Linked DNA regions of Mus musculus: region 1 is linked to region 2. A link is a contact called in public promoter capture Hi-C data. All regions are on one chromosome and are shown on one strand. The core of a region is the stretch at or near the end of the contact, and the rest is flanking DNA. Distances in the headings are between cores, read along the strand shown.

The links. Promoter capture Hi-C pulls out the DNA fragments that hold promoters and counts their contacts.
Region 1: a promoter capture Hi-C map of cranial neural crest shows a contact between it and region 2, with 2.3 times the contacts expected there. The contact joins the enhancer-like site here to the promoter of Adamts1 in region 2. A contact is called at or near these places in 1 of 39 promoter capture datasets (cranial neural crest), 3 of 484 Hi-C or Micro-C datasets (the C2C12 cell line, nephron progenitors and undifferentiated spermatogonia) and 2 of 9 other capture datasets (adipose tissue and pancreatic islet).

Annotation. Positions count from the first base shown.
Region 1 is chr16:85,962,416-85,968,817 of GRCm38.p6, forward strand. No RefSeq gene overlaps it. Among named protein-coding and RNA genes, the nearest start is that of Adamts5, 64 kb to the left of the region's middle. Within about 2 kb of position 2,351, at least 21 of the 459 cell types and tissues checked have an H3K27ac peak or open chromatin away from gene starts, as enhancers often do.
Region 2 is chr16:85,800,030-85,806,375 of GRCm38.p6, forward strand. Adamts1 (a disintegrin-like and metallopeptidase (reprolysin type) with thrombospondin type 1 motif, 1) reads right to left here and starts at 3,084. Exons shown (of 9, transcript NM_009621.5): 1 at 1,949-3,084; 2 at 61-407. The coding sequence starts at 2,681.

The DNA of each region.
Region 1 (6,402 bases), core at 1,101-3,600, 160 kb after region 2:
ATGTTTGTAGACAGGCATCAGAAATCACCTTGAGTAGGGAATCCTGAAAGATACAATTTCAGGCATCTTATAGGGTGTTCACAGAAGACATGGAACAAGTGGTGTTAATGAGATGTCTATAGAAAATAAAACATGCTCAGGAAAGTTAAAGAATAGGTCCTAAAGGCAAAGAGCAACCATATAAGGCACCAGTCCTTAAGGGAACAATATATTGTGACTCCACGTTCAATAATGTTTATAACATTCCAATGTTTCTCAGACTTTATAAAATTTAGTTTGCATCCTCTTGTTATTGACTTGTTATTTGTGTCTTCCCTTTTATATGACATGATTTAGTACTTCCACAAATTTATTTTTAAAGAAAATTAATGATTAAAGATGGCAGTACACATTGAAGAAAGACAATGGTCCCATTATTCTTAGATGTAAAGAGTAGAACACTTTATATTAAAGAATGACAGAGAGACATTACTCTGACACCAGGGAGTATGAAAAAAAATGTAGGTAGTGAGTAAAGAAAAGACAAACATAGATTGCACCAGTCTGCATGAAATGAGATATTCAAGTAGTAAGCTTAAAATCCTGGTGGGGAAGAGAATAGGGAGGAATTGAAGTTTGGAATTGAGGCCATGGCATGTTTATGGGCCTCTGTGAGACAGACAAAGCCTGAAGAAGAATCACTGATGAGAGATGGAACATTCCAGAGGAGGAGGAATAGAGCTATTGAAACCAAAATACCTTTGAAAGAAAGATATAAATAAAACACAGATGCAGAATGCACCATAATTCCCTAAAGTCTACAGCATGGTACTGATAAGGTTAAAATAATGTTGACCTTGTAATCAGAGGCCATCATTCCAGTGAATCACGTGACACCTTACTCAACTTTCTCACATACACCTCCACTTCATTGTCCACAGACAAGACTGCATTGCCTCTACCTCCTTCTCTTAGGTGTCATTTCCCAGAATCCTCTACTTCATATTGCCCCTAGTTTCTATCTGAAACTGACAGGCCCTCATGCTCTGAGATGGTTTTTATGGGAGAGAGAAATATAATAGATATGAGTTGGCAGTCAACTCAGTAGGACTGAAGTCACAGATATGATTTGAAAACCTACGTCACTCACTTGAAACGATCTATGAAGTAACAATGTTCTTAGAATGGGGATGAAGTGAACTGTCAAAACTTTCACAGGTCCTCTTTGGTTTTCTTCTAGTGTTTTGATAAGTCTTATAAATAACATGTGCCCCTGATGCTAAGAGAAATTTTCTGCAATATATTTATGGGAAAAGGCATTGAAGAAATTCAGAACTTTTCAATTTTGAGACATAGTTTAAAGCAAGGAAAAGAAGAATGGTGATATATAAACAAGACCATTATCTTCATTCCTTTACAATGGAAGTGAGTCCAAGGGCTTTTCTTCAATTTATAGAGACATCTTTTTAGTTTTTTTTTTCCCTTATTTTTAACTTAATTTATGTTTTGCTTGCATGTGTGTTTGCATAGTTTGTATGTGTGCGGTGCCTATGAAGACTAGAATAACATGTTGGCCACACTGGAACTGAAGTTACAAATGATTGTAGGTGCCTACTTGGGAGCTGGGTTTACTGCTGGAATAGCAGCAAGAGCTTTTAGCTGCTGAGCCATCTCTTTAGCCCCCTCCCCCCTTTTTTACATTTAAACTAAAACCTTTGTTATTAATACACTGAATGTTATTTGAGAAGAGTGAATAGAGGGCCTCTTCCTGTGTTTCTCTCTTGGTAAAGATGAAGACTGGGGATGAAATAGCCCAGTGGTAGTGTAACAAGCCCCCAGACTTTAGCACTACTGGCTCCATGAAGGAACTGCCATTCCAACCACAAAACTTAGCGTGTAGATAGCACCATCTGACAAAATGAAAACAAAGGAGAAGTCCATCAAAGTTCATGGTTCTGGGAAGGTCTCTAAAAGTACTAACCTTCCATGTTGGATTTTCTATTTCTATTTCTGGCTAACTGTTTTTGTTAACTGAAGTACGTCAACCCAGGATACAATTTTTGTGCTTAAAAAGTTCACTCAGAGAAAGGCTCAGGGAGACTGAATGAGCAGTGTAGTCACCAGCTGCCTAATAAAGACTTTCTATTGGCTTAAAGTTGTGTAGGAGCAGTCTTCTCTGGTGGATACCCCACAGGAGTGGAATGTTTGGCCAGAAAGGCCCTAAGTTCAGCTCTCTGCATTACAGAAGGCAGAGAGGCAGAAAAACACAGACAAAGAGGCAGAGAAATCCCAAGCTGCAGTCAGTGTACCTTATGGTTGCTTTGCTGTGTGAAGACTGCTGCCTTATAACCTCTGCACTGCATGGATGCATTGCACTTTACCCTGAAAGGCACCTCCTTTGTTAGAAAGCTTGTCCTTTCAACAAAGGAAAGTCACTGGCTGGTAATCTAATCATTGAAAAAGAGCCTGGATTTTTCTGGCAACACAAAAGAGAAACAGTTTGGGGAGAAAATACTTGCAACTAAGAGCTGTAGAGGAAGGGGAAAGAACTTTAAATAATTACTACTCAGGCAGTGTCAGCTGGGACAATGCTCCACTAGCAGAAAAGAATCCTAGTGTGGTGGCATCCTGTCACCAACCCCAAGAACAAATCAGCCTAGAGTTTAACAAGAGGAGGAAGCAAGTTGCAAAGAGTCTCCTCTTTAAAGATATTTTTGGTTTTCCCGATGAAAGGATGAGATATTTTTTTTTCAAGACCTGTTATATATTTAGAAATAAGAACAACAGCACAACACTTTTTATTGCTCTGGAACAGGGCACATGTTTTCGTTGGATATAATCAGGATGTTAAGGATCTGGTTGAGTTGTTGTTGTTTTTGTGTTTGTTGCTGCACGTCATGTTGGCAATCTGTTAAAGCCAGATGTGTCAGGGGGCGACGTGGAAAGTCGCTACCCAAACATGCATGGCTGGCTTTTAAAACATAGCCTGACTTCTATTAACACAAACTTCATGCTTATTCACATTTCTTATATTAGCAGCTTTCAGTAGACTTTTCTGGGCAGATGGTTATTGGTCCGTTTGGAAGCTATCAACGGGAGAGCTGTATTCTTTGATGGTTCTGCAGATTGGCTCCACTATCAAGATTCTACCATTTGTGTTTCTGGCAAGTTTTCTCTTTCCAATTTGCAGATGTTGTCTCCATGCTGTAGGTTCATACAACCTTTCAGTGGTTTTGTGACCATGCACTAATCTCGTTTTCTGCTTTTGTAAGGTCGCCGTCCTGCTGGACATTATGCTTACATGTTATTTAATATTTATTAAATATACCCTGAAAAAAACCCTTCAAATAAAGTCATCTATAAGATAAGAACTTCAAGTTCTGAAATTTACCAGGAAGCAATCCAGTCTACTGTAAGTGATTGACAATGCTAGAGTCATAATCACGACAAATTGAAGATGTGTTGAACAGTTTCAGGCTGTCTTAAGACTCTCTCTCTCTCTCTCTCTCTCTCTCTCTCTCTCTCTCTCTCTCTCTCTCTGTGTGTGTGTGTGGAGAGAGAGTGAGAGAAAGAGAGAGAGAGAGAGAGAGAAAGAGAGAGGGGATCTTATGTAAAGTATAATGCTATTTAATAATTTATTATTTTGTTTATTCTATGTGTATATATATGTGGATAAGCATGTGTCAAATTATGAGATATGTCACTCATAACTTGCAGAGGTTGACTGATTCTCTTTTTCTAATACGTGAGTTCCTGGGATTGAAAATAGGTTTTTAGGCTTGCTGCGTGTGTGCCTTTACCAACTGAGCCCTCTTACCAGCCTGCAATCTCTTTCTTGATACTGTGCCATTGTAAAAGTTTGAAAGTAGCTTTAAAAGGGACCTTCGTACTTGTACTTTAAAGCCCTTGTTAAATTGAAGAAACAAAGTCTCCTGCACTTGGGTTATGTTTACTAATGTGCTAGTAGTATACTTCCAGGTCAAATATTCTGTGTAATCCCTGCAATGTGTCTGTGACATGAAACCTGTCATTAGACCTTGGCTGAGGAATATGAGTCAGAGTACGGTTGAGCAGGCAGTGGGCATGCTGTAAAATTCCAAGATGAGACATTCCGGCTCTACTTCCAGAAAAGGTTCAATTAGAGGTTTGAGATGCAGGACCCTCTCTTTAAAATCACCATGCCGTATTCTGTAAAAACCTCAGGGTTTCTCCTAGCTATAGGAGTCTGTGTTTCTATGAAAGCCAAATAAAATGGAGCAATGGTCAGTCAGTAAACACTAAATTAGTAAAGCCATTGACTTAGATTTCTGTTTTCCTGTCTTAAAAGTATTAGAATCCTTCACAAATATTACAGTTTTAGCATCGAAGTCCCTCACCCTGGTTTTCTTGGCAGTGTTTAGTCCTATGTGAGAGCTACTTCAGTAGTAAAGACACAGAACGCAAGACTCCACCTAAAGCTTAACGGGAGGCAATATCTTCTCCAGTGAGCTGTAGTTTTCCTAAAAAAAAAAAAAAAAAAAAAAGCAGGGGGGGGGGAAGAAGCGATGCCTGCAGATGGTTGAGGCTGGCTATAAATTTAGTGATTTATAAACAAGAATTGTGATGGGAATAAAAACCCAATGCCCTTATAGGGAAAGGCAGACTTGCCATGATTTGTACATGCACCACACACATCATGGTTTGGTTTTTAAAAGAAGCTTATGGTGGTGCTAAGGGTGAGCCTGTAAAATGAGACATGAGATGTCTGGCAGATCTGAAGCACAAAGGACCCTCTGAGAGAATTTGTGTTTATACTTGCACAATGATGGCTGTAAGCAGATCTTTCTAAACAAGAAGGAGCAATTTAGGAGGATTAAGGGATCTGAACTTAGAGGAGTGTGCGCCACAGCTTGCTTTCTTTCCAAAGGGGCTGTGAACTTAAGCTCCTCATGCTGATAAACCTAGAACAAAGGGATGTTGAAGAGTTCCGTTTATGGAATTTGCTTCCTATGGGATCTTGTTGCTTGTGACTTGACTTTAGAATGTCATTTCTTTTGTTCCACGAGGCTAATCCATTTTGATTATTTTCCATGTAGTAGCTAAAGTGTTCAACTCCCTAAGGTTGAAGAAGAGGCTATATAGGTTTTCAGCCTGGCTTTTCTTGTTTACATATGTTTCAAATATAATGAAAAAAATCTTTCAGTTGTAGCTCATTCCTGTTTTTCCTCTATTCCAAGATAAACTCAGTTTTGGGGAGTGGGAATTATAATACAATGCTTATCCACTTTTGATTTAAGTTGGAAAGAAAGAAAAGCTACAGAGTTAGCACTTTCCTCTAACACTGTTACAAAGGCTAATGTCAGCCTGCCTTTCACATAATACCACATAATTAATCCTTTGACGAATGTTCTCAACTAGCCCTTAGTTTCTTATATTCATCCTGTGTTAGGGAGAAATTTCATGAAGAAAGATTTTTATTGTGTGGGAAGAGCCTTGTATTTAGAGGTTACATGGAGGATCATTATTAATGACCGAGTTAGACAACTGCTTACTTAAGTTGTTGTTTTACATTTTAGGTAAGAATACTGTTAAAAGCGTCACCTTCTCCATGAATATGGATTTCACTATGTTGCTCAAACAGGCCCCAAAGTCCTGGGTCCAAGTATTTAAGCCTAGTCTACCAAATAGTTGGGAGTACAGTTAATCCCTATGAAGCATTATTCTGTACAAGACAAAGGACTGATAAGTGTGATCTGGGGGAGAGGAAAATTTACATGAAATCATCCATATACAGTGTACTTTATTAACTGTTTAACTGTATTTATGTGATACATGTTAAATATTAATCATAATCACAGCAACCTCAGGGTTTATTAACTACATACTTTCTCTATGGATCTCATTCATGAATTGTGGTTTGCACAGCTGTGTCTGTTGAGCTCTCTTGTTGACACTACTGGAGATAGAAGGGTCCCATAACTCCAGCTTCATTCAGATAGTTCTAAACAAAAGAACTACATAGAATCACTGTGTCTAGAGGCTCACTGTATGATTAGTCACTTTGCATAATTTTCATGAGAAAGTCTTTCAAATGATTGCTCTTCTAGTTTATGAATCTAAGTATATATAAATTTACATGTAAAATTTCACTAGGAACTTTTTTTTTAAAGTTTGAGAATTCTACACAATATAATTTTATCATATTGTTTCCCTTTCCCCAACCCTTTCCAGGTTCTCCCCTGACCCACCTGTCCCTACTTAACGGCTTGGACTTTCTCTTAAAAGAAAAGCAAAAGCAAAAGGCTGCTAAAAATCATGACCTTCAGGTTGTGTTAGCTAAGTTCTCCACAGCATGGGTCCTGCTGATTTCTCCATTGGTCTCTGTCACCCTCTTCTTTGGTAGAGCCTCAGATGACTGCATTGATTAGCATTTCATACACACAA
Region 2 (6,346 bases), core at 1,834-4,333:
CCAACACAAGGCTGACCTCCGAGTTGAGTTGAGGAAATGGTTGATAAGCTCTTGTCTTACCTGTCTGGTGAACAGAATTGCAGTGTCATAGTGCTCTGGATCCCGGTCACTGGGGCTGTTGTGTTGTTTCTGCCAGCTGCAGAAATTCCGAAGGGTGAGAGCTGCATTGGAGGTAACTTCTGGTCCCTTCTGCTCCTCGTATATGACCAAGATCTTCACCACCACCAGGCTAATTGAATTCCTAATGCTGGGATGCTTGTAAAACCTGGCTGCCACCGAGAACAGGGTTAGAAGGTAATGCTTTAGACCGCTGCCGTGGAAGTCGGCCATGGACTGGTCAGCTACGAGCATGGTTTCCACATAACGGGGGCTGGACACAAATCGCTTCTTCCTTATGCTTCCTGGTCCTGTAAAAAGAAAAGGAAGTTTGCTCATGGGCAGTCCTTCTCCTAATAGTGACCTTCTCGGGGTATATTAGGAAAGTCAACCTAGTCAAAGTAAATAAAACTGAAATACACCTGGAACAAAAATAAAACAAATATTTGCATCTTCTAAAAACTGTGAATGTTATTTTTAAGTTTTTTTTCTTTTGCTTTAAATAAAACAAAACAAAACAAAACAAAAAAAGCAACAGAGTGATCAAACTGTCTATATATGTGTCCGCAGGATTTCTTTTGTGGTCTTTGAAGACTCCACAGCCTGAGTGAGGCAGTATGGCTATCATTTCTACCCAGCTGTAGTAAAAACTTGGCAAGAGAAGCAGGCGGAGCGCCCTGAGTCACCCTTTCACTATTGAAGCCAGGGCTGAAATCCCGAATGAGATCATCCAGCTCCACGTGGAAGGCATGGGGCAGGGCGGGGAGCCTCAGCCAAGGGGTGGGGCTTGAGGAGTCTCAGTCTGTAAGGCTCAGCTCTCTCATTCAAGGGGTCCCAGGGGGTTCTCTGCTTGATCCAGTTCCGGGCACTAGGACCACCCACTCTGCCCAGCAGTGTGTTCCTGCCTCCTCTCACTCCCAGTGCCCCGGGGGGAATAAGTTCCTTTCTCAAACCAGGGTTGCCAATTTGGAAAATGGCCTTTTTCGGGCTGCTGAGACTCAGCGGTCAGAGAAATCGTAAAGTAGGATATGAATACCAGCTCCTAGGGACAAGTCGGAAAAGAGGGAGAAATCTAGAAAAGGGCAAAAAGAAATTTGAATGATTAAAAAGAACTAACTGGCTGGTAGGGACTGAACACGGCAGAGTCAGGCGAATGTGTAGCAGGGAGGATCAGTCCAGGCTAACATTCCTCAGCGCTGGGGAGTCCAACCTCTGCCGGGAGAGGGAGTGCGAGCAACGAGGCCGAGGTAGGAGGCGCGTGGAGGCGGGGCGAGCCAAGCAAAGACCTCCCAAGCAGGTTCTGCAGAGGGGCCCAACGGAGCCACCAGCCATCGGGGTCAGCTTTTCAAATGGGGGAAGGGGACAGACGGAAGGCCACAGAAATGAGATCACCACTGCCGTTGCCCAGGCTCCTGAACGCACATCCAGGTCACCATGGCTCCTCTACTCCGCCCTCCTTTGAGCGCTACGTGCTCACACGGACTGACGTTACAAAACTCAGCGCGAAACTACAACCTAGTTAAAGTGAACTCATACATTCACTAAAGGCATTAAAGGGATGGAGAGAGATTCTTCAGTGTAAGGAGTCGGGTTATTGGCTTCGCGGAGGAAACGCTTAGCCCTTATCTACAGGACCTCCGATTCTTTCTCTCTTTCTCAAATTATTAACTATTCGGGCAAATAAGTGTTCTAGCAGAGTATGGTCACACTTTTTTTGGGGGGGGGAGCGGGAAGGTCACGACCCAGAACTTCAATTCACTGCAAGTCTGAGTCATTCGCATTTAGAGGCGATCTGGAGTGTGACCCCAAGTCACGCCTCGTAAAGACTGAGAGATGGGGGTCACTCTTATACCTGATGGCTTTCCCGCGTCCTGAGGCGTGGGGTCCCGCACAGGCCACTGGTTCCGGGTGTTCTGGCTCTCGGGTCGCGAGTCGCTGGTTGGCAGGGTCTCGTCGTCCATGACGCCGCACTTGGCGCCGCCACTGCCCCGCCGCCTTCGCCTCAGGATGTGGAACTGCGGCCGTGCGGATGACTCCTCCTCGGGCACGGCAGGGGCCAGGCGCTCGGTGGCCACTCCAGGCGCTGGCTGAATGAAGAACTCCTCTCCTTGTAGGTAGAAGGCACCACGCACACCTTCACAGAGGCTGAGGGCTGCGGCAGAGCCGGGATCACCGTTCACCGTGCCAGAGTAGAAGCAGTGAGCCAGGTCCCCGGTGGGGTCCAGATGTTGTGCCTCGGACCCGGGACTGCGCCCCACAGTCTGCAGGGTGAAGCCAGGCGCCAAGAAACCGCTGTCCGGCTGCAACTTCAGATGTAGCTGCTGGCCAAAGGCGTCCAGACGAAGGCGTGTGGTGGTGGAATCGTGGCCCGGGGCGCGCTCCAGCGAGGGCAGGACCAGCTCCTCATCTTCCTCCGTGGGGCGCCCGTGTGCGCCCCGCGCACATAGCAGCATTGTTATGGAAGCGAGGAGCAGCAACAGCATGTGTGCGGACAGAGAGCCCCGAGATCTCGCTGCCCGCTGGACGTCCCCCATGTCGGAGCAGGGCTTCTGCTTGCGTGACCCCAAAGGGACTTTTGGCTGCATGGCACCGCACCCTGCACCGCAGAGAACTCTTGGTCTGGATAGACGTTTAGACGCGTAGAGCTTCGCTGGCCTGCTCCTGATGCTTAAAATTCACGATCACTTTGATGGGAAAGTTCGTGCAGAGCTAGCACCCGAAGCTCCGGGTCACTTAGAAAGATTCTGCACTGGCGCGCGGGAATTTTTTCATTCCAGCACCGAGTTGGTGGCTCCGCACTGCTGGCTGCTGCAGGACCTAGAAGCGCCCCCGGAGCTGGGGAACAAGTCCAGAATAGGAGCCTGGACTCTTCGTCCTCCGCCTTGGCCCCGATTTGACTCGATCTGAGCAAGGATCTGCTCTCTCCGCCGGGCTGTGCGCTCTGGCCTTGCGATAGCACCTAGCTCGGAGCTGCTTTCTAGCGAGTGCAAGGACCAGGCAGCCCCGGCCGCCCCTTTATAGCCACATAGGAGCCCCTCCTTCCCCCAACACTGCGACACCGCCCCCTGAGCTCAGTCGGTGCTAAACCGAGCTCTGCGCCTCGGGGCCTGAAGGGGGAGGGGGCAGCCTCCGCCCTGGCCTCACGCCACAGCTCGTCACTCTGGGGGTGTAAGACGCCGAAACAGCGCTGGGACCAGCACTTTGTACAGCGCTGGCTGCTCTGGGGAAAAGAGTGAACCTTTAACTTCATCTCTCGGCTGCTGATTCCCGGACCACCCTGCTTCCTGTCGCCCTTCCTGTGCCCCGGCTGGGCTGCAGTTTCCAAGAAAGAGGGTCGAATTGAAAAGATTCCTCAACATTCCTTTTCTCCCCTAGTCAGAGCCTCTTCTGCCCCAAAGTGGGCTATTAGCTACAGCTGCCTTTTCTTAAAAAGCACCCTACTTTTCCGTCTCGTCTACGTTTCCATGGGCACCATGGCTAAAGCGTCCTTCTCTTTACCCCAGCTTTTCTTGGGCAAAGTGTTGATTCTGCGCTTCTCAGGAAGAGAAAAGAAAGAGAGAGGAAGAGAGAGAGAGAGAGAGAGAGAGAGAGAGTGTGTGTGTGTGTGTGTGTGTGGTGGTGGTGGTGGTGGTTCATAGAGCACCTCTCCAACTCTGGATTCTAAAAATCCACGTGGAACGACCTTAACAGTTTCCTCAAGTCCTACCTAGAGACCTCTGGGGTGGGGGGTGGGGGTGGGGCGATGTGTGTGTGTGTGTGTGTGTGTGTGTGTGTGTGTGTATCTTGGCTTTTTCCAGAATAGTCTATCTGGAACCAGCTTTAGTTCCCTAGAGACAAAAAAAAAAAAAAAAAAAAAAAAAAAAGGGATTTCTGCTTTCTCTTCTTCATTGGAGAAGCAACTCCCTTCTAGTCTGCGTTCTTCCAAAATCTTAACAGCAGCTGCTGCAGGCCGCAGGCCAGGCGGACAGATGCATCTAAGATTCCCCACTTCAGTATCAAGTCCAAAGCGGCGGCGGGGGGGAACGGTGTGGGGGGAAGGAGGGTTGGGTGATGGGGTGGAAGGAAACCGAGTTCCCCTCCCCCCCCCTCCCCGCTTCCTACCGGGAAGGGAAAGGCAGCATCCGCGTTACGAAAGTCACAAAAGCTGAGCCCTTCCAACCCCGGCCCCTAAGAAAAAGTCGAGAGAGGCTCCTGAACTGAGAAAGAGGGAGGGGTTCTGTGACCCAGAGGAAGGAAATAGTTCACAATGCTCTCACTGGCGGAAAGGCATTAGGACAAGCTTGAGAACCACAGCCCAAGTCCTCAGGCAGACCCGCGCGCTCACACCAGCTAGCTCTTGCTCCCTGCCCTGCCCAGTTCTGGGCTCCCGACTTGCTGCCCCACCCCCAACTGCTGCTCCGGTTGGCTCTTGGTTAATCCTTTGCTCCTCCCCAGATCTTCCTAAATTTGTGGGCCTCAGACAGTCCCTTGCAATCTTCCAAAGGTTTCTGGCAGACACTTTCCCAGGGTTCTAGATAGTCTTCATGAAAACAAACAAAAACTTTGTTTCCCACACCAGGGAATATCGAATTAAAAGAAGAAGAAGGAGGAGGACGAGGAGGAGGAGGAGGAGGAGGAGGAGGAGGAGGAGGAGGAGGAGTGACTGGGAGAAACAAGACTACCCCAACCTCCAACCTCCAAGCTCTTAACAACTTCCTGGTGATTGCACTCATCCGAGGAGTCCGCTCTCAAATTTTGGTTTCTTAAAATCACACTGATAGCTGAACTAAACACATCAAGCAACCTTGCTCTTCCACCAGGGAACTTTGATGTTGTTCGTCTTCCTTCCTTTCTGTTTCTTCATCTTTCTTCAGCTCTTCTTCAGCTCTCACTGACATCCACAGTTAGGAGCGGAGCCCATTCATTTGTGGGGTGTCCGGCCTCTTTCTTTTTTGTTTAAGAACCTGATTCACAAGTGGGCTTTCCCGAAGCCCACATTCCTGGTCGGTCGACCCACTTTATTTGAGAAGCATTTCCATTTTCTGTTATGCTGCCTGACTTTTTTTTTTTTTTTTAATCTTTCCTGTTTGTGTGGCTTCCTTTCCCCTCTGTTCTCTCTCACTTGCTAACCAGCAAGGTTAGATACTTGTGAGAACAAATACAAACAAGGGCAGATTCACCCGTGCCTTTACTTCCTTGCTTAGAATGTAGAACATAAAAGCCGGTGGGCAAGGGAGATGAAAGATGCTTGAGGTGGACAAGGGATGAAAGTCTTACTAGATCCATAATGTATGTGTGATCTCCTTCAATTGAGGCAGGAAGGAAGAGTTGCAGGACCACCAGAAACATATGTAATTTTCAAATCAAAGTGTAGTATATTTCAGTCTCTCCACTCTCCCATGGCAGGCGACTTTACCTTTTAAAGTTGCAAGCTTGGCTGTGAGCCCATTTCTGCCTCTCGTGTGCTCTTATTGAAAGAGATTTTCATTTGGGAGTACATTTCGAATCTCAAATGGGTTACTTCAAATCCATTATAATTTTTTCATATTTCATGTTCTGTATCCAAATAGAGCTGGAAAAAAAAAGGCACTGAGTTAAAGGGGAAAGGGTTGCCAGGAACATGGCTTTTATATTCTCTGGGTTTCTCTCCAGATTTCTGTTCTTTTGCATAATGGCTCCAATCTGTTGTGCACCTGTAGTTCTGGGAAATGATTCTTTTTTAATCGCTTCAACAGAGACATGAGTATTGGAGTTGCCAATTACTAAACTGAAAAAAAAATAGTGCACATTCAGAAGAGTCTCTAATCCACTTTTAAAACAATTAAGATCAGCATTGTGTGTTTGGCACACAAGCCTATAACACATACCCATCTGTATAAGCAAAATGTAAATTGAAAGAAAATATCTGAATGAAAAAGCAAGATCTTAGGGGTTCCATTTACTGACCAGAGAGACAATGGTGAAACACTGGGTTGTTGTAGTAACTTGCATAGTGTTACACTTATAAAACCCTTGCTCCTGGATTTGTGTCGGCAACTCGAAATCCCTATGCTCTGCTAACATCTGTCCCTTGTACTTCTGGTTTTCTTCCTATAGAGTGTATTTCTTCATAGATGAGCTTGCAGAAACACCAGCTTAACGCGTCTTAAGAGGAAGACTTCAAGAAGTTATTTATTTGGGAACTTACTGAGATGACCTGAACTCATTCATCTCAAAATACAAAATTCAAGCTTATAAAAGAAGACTTGTTTTTTTTTTTTTTTTTTTTTTT